Regions from separate parts of the Gossypium hirsutum genome. Here region 1 is linked to region 2. Evidence: chromatin contacts called from public Hi-C data. All regions are on one chromosome and are shown on one strand. Each heading gives the region's core, a stretch centred on a gene start, on an enhancer-like site or on the middle of the called end of the contact. The rest is flanking DNA. Distances are from core to core; before and after follow the strand shown.

Region 1 (3,054 bases), core at 59-2,558, 330 kb after region 2:
ATAAATTACAATACTTTGAATGACAAGACATTGAGTTGCTTTCAAAATAAGATTACCTGAGGTCTCTTTGATTCTTCAGCAGAATTAGCAACCGCGTCAAATCCAACATATGCAAAGAATACTACGGTTGCTCCCGTAAATATATGTTTAACACCATTGGGAGCAAAAGGAGACCAATTATCTACATCAACTTTGAAAGATCCAACAATAATGACAAAAATAACGATGACAACCTGCAACACAGTTAATGCGGAAATCAGTTACAATCACTCCCATTTCACTTTTTTCCTCCCCCTCTGTTTCTTCCTTTCACCAAAGGCCAAATGTTAACTTTTAATTATTCACAAATCTTGTTGATTTTTGTATCCGAGTACAATCTTTGTCCTTTTTTACTCTCAGAAAAAGGAAAAACGGGTATAATCAGAATATAGAAAACAAACGAAGTCCTGAAAGGAGGGTACCTTGGCTGCAGTCATGAAAGAATTAACAGCAGAAGATTCTCCAACACCAAGACAGAGGATAACAGTCAACACGGCAAGAAGAATCGGAGCCAGGATATTGATAGACAAAGTTCCTCCAAAGAATTCTTGACCACCATGACCAACCCAGGGAGGTATGTTTCCTTTCAAAGCAGGGATGAGCTCGAAAATGGTAGCCACGTAGCTAGCTAAGCTACGGGCAATACTAGCTGCTCCGATATGATAATCCAACATTAATTGCATGAATACAAGGAAAGCCGTAATTTCATTGAAGGCCGTGTACGCGTACAAGTACGCGCCTCCGACTACGGCGGGAAACCGTGAAGCTAACTCCGCGTAGCACAACGCGTTCAACACACACGATGCTCCCGCGAGTATGAAACTAATAGTCACTCCTGCAAAAACAGATTCAGAAAATCGCAACAAAATCTAAAGCAGAAACGATATCTGCGATCCAATAGAACCAAAAAGTAAAGAATTGGAGCGGACCTGGACCGGCATCACGAGCGACGGTTCCGGTGACAACGAATATGCCGGCACCGATAGAGGCGCCGACGCCGAGTAGGATGAGATCGAAGACGCCGAGACGGCGGATAAGGCCATCGCTAGAATTGTTAGTGGAGGAGGATGACTTGAGGGTCTTGGCTCTAAGAGCTGAAGAGCAAAAGTGAGAGAAACAAGTAGATGAGGAGGTGGCGTCTTTGTGACGGCTATCATCCATGGTTGAGGCCATAAAGGTGCGAAAGAAGGATGCCAGTAGTTTGTGTCACGCTGGCATTCATCTTATTTATAGTGTCTGAAAATTCAACGGGGTTAGGTATGGATATAGCGGCTCGAAATTAGCCATACATTTTTGCTCATATATTTCTTCTCGGAAAACAATCAAGATATTCCCCCTTTTTTTAAAAATCGGAATCTTTTTTTCTTTCTTTTTCTTTCCATTTTCTTAATTAACAAAAAACGAAAATCACTGCAGGATATCGTTAAAAATAATTAGTTTAAGAATAAGGGAGTTAATATTTTATTTAATTTTTAATAAACTTATTTGGTGTTACAAGTCATCGGACATTAATTTAATTAGAAAATTTATAAAAATATCATTTCATAATTAAAATAAGTTATATTATTTAATTGTATTTTAGTCTTTATATTATAATAAAAATCAATAAATATATGTCTATAATAAGATTTGAACTCGTACTAATTGAATTAGTAAAATATTCAATTTATCATTCAATCAAAGTTACATTTTAATATATTTTATCCATTTTTATTTTAATATCCACAATTTATCATCTCCACCAATTGTATATATTAACAATGTTATTAATTGTGTTGGTGTTAAAAGTCAACTCAATACTAATTCACAATTGATGACAAAATCATGATAAATAATTGTAATGCATTTAGTATTATGATTAAATTTTGTTTTCTATATTTATGTATTTAAATTTCGTTTTACTCATAATTTAATATAAATTTTTATTTCAATATCATATATATTTTATGTATAATTATAATTAATCAATTTTAAACTATATGTTTTATTGCTTATTATATATAAATACGTATATATTTTAAATATATTATTTTCACACGCATTTATATGTGATAAAATTTCTAGAAAAATAATGCTCCACTGGTTTAATATGGTGATATTCTTTTTCACTAAATTAAGATAGGAATCCTATTCGTAAGTTTTGTTTTCAGAAAACAAATATTATGAGACGGTTGAACCATGTAAATCAGATAAACACTATTTTAATTATTTATTAGGAATCAAATATAGTTTATATAATTTAAAACAAACAATAAATTATTTCTTTTATTAAAAATTTTATTCATTTTATCAATAAATGATAATGTAGTTAATGAAGCAATAAGTAAAACAACACGTGACATGCCACATATTTTCATATTGATGTAATATTTCGCCATATCAATAAATATTTAAAAGTAAAATATATATATATAGATAAATTTTTAAACAATTATTTGACAACTCATGTCCATGTGATTTTTTAAATAATTATAAAATTATAAAAAATATTAAGAATATATTAGAAAAATATTCAAAATAAATCTGACAAACAATTGTCCAGGTTTATTAGAGTAGTTTCTTAAATAATTTGTATAATTATTATAAAGTATAAGTTTTCATTATTTTTAATAATTTTAATAATTTCTTATATTATTGATAATTTTTTACATATTTTTAATAATTTTTATATTTATTTGTTTAGGTTCATCATAGATGTAGTTTTTTTTAAACAATTATAAAAAGTTTGTTTACTTTTAGTATTTCTTGTAATTTTTTTTAAATGTTGCTATGTCAACATTTAATTGTATAATTGGATGAATTTTTAATAAAATGATCAATTTATTGATTTATTTAACGTGCAGAGACTAATTTATCTACGTTTTAAGTGAAAAGTACAAAATACATTAATCTCATTATAAATTTTTATCATATTTATTCTTTTTAATACAATACCTAAAACTACATATAGTCTTTCCCTAATCTCTAAATAGGAGGATAATACAATTCAACACACTTAAACTTACGTCCTTCTGC
Region 2 (2,876 bases), core at 223-2,722:
TGATGAAATCTCTAGATTTTTCAATTTTGTCTTTGTTTTATTGGTTTAATTTGCAAAATTTCCAATTTTACCCTTATTTCACCTTACTTTCTTGCTAATTTTCTTGTCCAAACCGTCCAGCCTATATAATTTGGGTCTAATTTGCTTTTAAATCCCTCCTTATTAGGCACTTAAGCTATTTATCACTATTTAACAAATTTTGCACCTTTTACAATTTAATCTTTTTTAATTAATTAACTATCAAAACATTAAAATTTTCTAACGAAACTTTAATACTAACTCAATAACACTCCATAAATATTTCGAGGTCTCGATACCTCGTTTTTGACCCGATTTCCTAATAATTTCCTTTCAAATCACAAAATTCACTAATTTAAAAATATTTTTAATGCCACACTTGGCTCCTTTATTTTAATTTATTAAACTTTCAATTCACTTGTCAGATTTAGTGATCTCGAATCACTGTTTTCGACACCACTGAAAATTAGGCTGTTACAATGTTTTAGTCACTTACGTTAACTTGTTGTAATATTTTAGTTATTGAACCGTTAATTATCGTTAACGCTGTAATCGTAAGCTGATGTGTCAAGTTAAATCATCATTTCAAAAAAAAATTTAGGTTAAATTATACAATTGATCCCCATATTTTTTTTGAGCAATTTAATTTTTTCTTTTATGTTCTTTTAACTTCTTCTTTTTTTCTTTATTTTCCATTCTCTTTTGCTTCTCCGTCTCTTTGATTGATTTTCCCAATTTAAATTGTTTAAAAAAAGTATGAGGCTATTTTTAACAAATGAAAAACATAGAAAAATTACATTAAAAAAATAAAAAAGGGAGGAAAACAGAGGGAGATAGAGAAGAGAACAAAAAAAAAGTTAAAAAATATAAAAGAAAAAAATAAATTGCTCAAAACAAAAAAATATAGTGACCAATTGTATGATTTAACCTAAAATTTTTGTTTAGAATAATAATTTAACGTGTTACATCAACTTACTATTACACTGTCAATAAAAATCAACATTCAATGACTAAAATATTGTAACACAGTTATATAAGTGATTAAAATATAATATTTTAAATATAAATAATTAAAATATAACTTAAAGCATTTTAGAGTTAACCCGTTAAGAATTTAGTGATGACTACGAAAACCAAACAAACGGAAATTTTACCTACCTAAATATTATTATTTTATGGAATTTTCTTATTTGTTCTCTACTGGGTTATATTTGGGCCGGGCGTTATAGCATTTAAAACATGCTTTCCACCTAAGACTCGCTGAACCTGGATTGCAGCCACGTGGATCGGCGCCGTTGAAACTTTTTAGCTTTCCTTCCACGCTTTCCCTTTTTTTGAAATCGGCCGCCAAATCTAAAACCCGGAAACTCCTTCCAATTTCACAAAACAACAAATCTGATGAAAACAGCTTCTTGAATTACGAACAGAGGCTTAAAGCCGCGGCCAAAATCGTCCTCGCGTACGATGAACGCGCCGGAGACGATACGGTGGATTGTGTAGAGTTTGGAGTCACCGCGACGCTAAAACCTCACCAAGTCGACGGAGTGTCTTGGCTTGTTAGGAGATATGTTCTTGGCGTCAACGTCGTTCTTGGTAGCTCCTTTTTTGTCTTTTTAGTTCTGAAATCATTACCATTGAAAAATTTAGCTTCTAACATGTAAGTTTTTTTTTCTATTTCTTGAATTCATATTGCAGGGGATGAGGTTTGTTCCTTTTTCAAAATTGAATTAAAATTTGTAAATATAGCGGTAATTCTCCCACTAAACTTTTGTATATAATAATTTCCGTAATTTGACAATGGTTGACAGATGGGATTGGGGAAGACTCTTCAAGCTATTTCCTTCTTGAGCTATTTGAAGGTCCATCAGAAGTCACCAGGGCCATTTTGTGAGTTGGAACTTTTGGTTTGATTTTAAGAATTTTGAGGTGGCTGGGCTTATATATATATATATATATACCTTGATTTCTCATTGTTGTCAAAATTATATTGTAGTGGTGCTTTGTCCCTTAAGTGTAACAGACGGCTGGGTGTCAGAGATAGTTAAATTTACGCCTAAATTAGAAGTTCTTAGGTATGTCGGTGACAAAGAACACCGGCGAAGTCTACTTAAGACTATATATGAGCACGTGAAAGAGAAGTCATCATCAAATGTGAGTTTCTTGCTATGTGTTTGCATTATGTTTGAAATCTGTCCGCCAAAGTAGTTGTTTTGTTCTGGTACTGAGTGTATTGAAACATCAGTTGTCTCTTACCAACTTGTTTGAGGAAGCTTCCCGTATGTTGTAGGTTCCATCCTTACCCTTTGATGTGCTCTTAACAACATATGACATAGCATTGATCGATCAAGATTTTCTCTCTCAAATACCCTGGCATTATGCTGTAATAGATGAAGCTCAAAGGCTTAAAAATCCTTCCAGCGTATGGTTAAGATAGCAAGATATATCTTTTAATGTTCTTCTTCATATTTCTTTTATGGTATTGTAGTTTATATATTAATTTCTAAGTAAGTTTGATATAATTGCTTAAATAAGACATTCTAATTTGTAGATCTTGACAGGTACTGTATAATGTCCTTAACGATAGGTTTATTATGCCAAGACGGTTGTTGATGACTGGTACTCCTATTCAGAACAATCTCACTGAACTCTGGGCTTTGATGCACTTTTGTATGCCCTCGGTGTTTGGAACCCTAAACCAGTTTCTTTCTTTATTCGAAGAAGCTGGAGATATTTCATCAGGTTGTCTTTGGTATTTACTATATTGGTTGTTTAACTTTAGGCCTCATCTGAATCTACGTTTTGTCCTTTCAGAGCATGGTGTATATCTTTGAATCAAGGGTTTGATATTCTTGCTTCCC

What was found. A called contact is a pair of places that touch in the nucleus more often than the background predicts.
Region 1: a contact with region 2 is called in a Hi-C map of anther, with 4 times the contacts expected there. The contact joins the promoter of LOC107929673 here to the enhancer-like site in region 2. A contact is called at or near these places in 3 of 34 Hi-C or Micro-C datasets (anther and leaf).

The regions. Positions count from the first base shown.
Region 1 is chrA08:106,464,989-106,468,042 of Gossypium_hirsutum_v2.1, forward strand. LOC107929673 (cationic amino acid transporter 9, chloroplastic) reads right to left here and starts at 1,309. Exons shown (of 8, transcript XM_016861165.2): 1 at 969-1,309; 2 at 462-874; 3 at 57-233. The coding sequence starts at 1,212.
Region 2 is chrA08:106,137,604-106,140,479 of Gossypium_hirsutum_v2.1, forward strand. It overlaps the pseudogene LOC121204491. Among protein-coding and RNA genes, the nearest start is that of LOC121204492, 7.0 kb to the right of the region's middle. Within about 2 kb of position 1,473, at least 8 of the 9 cell types and tissues checked have an H3K27ac peak or open chromatin away from gene starts, as enhancers often do. A contact at or near this core is called in leaf, where this site is marked.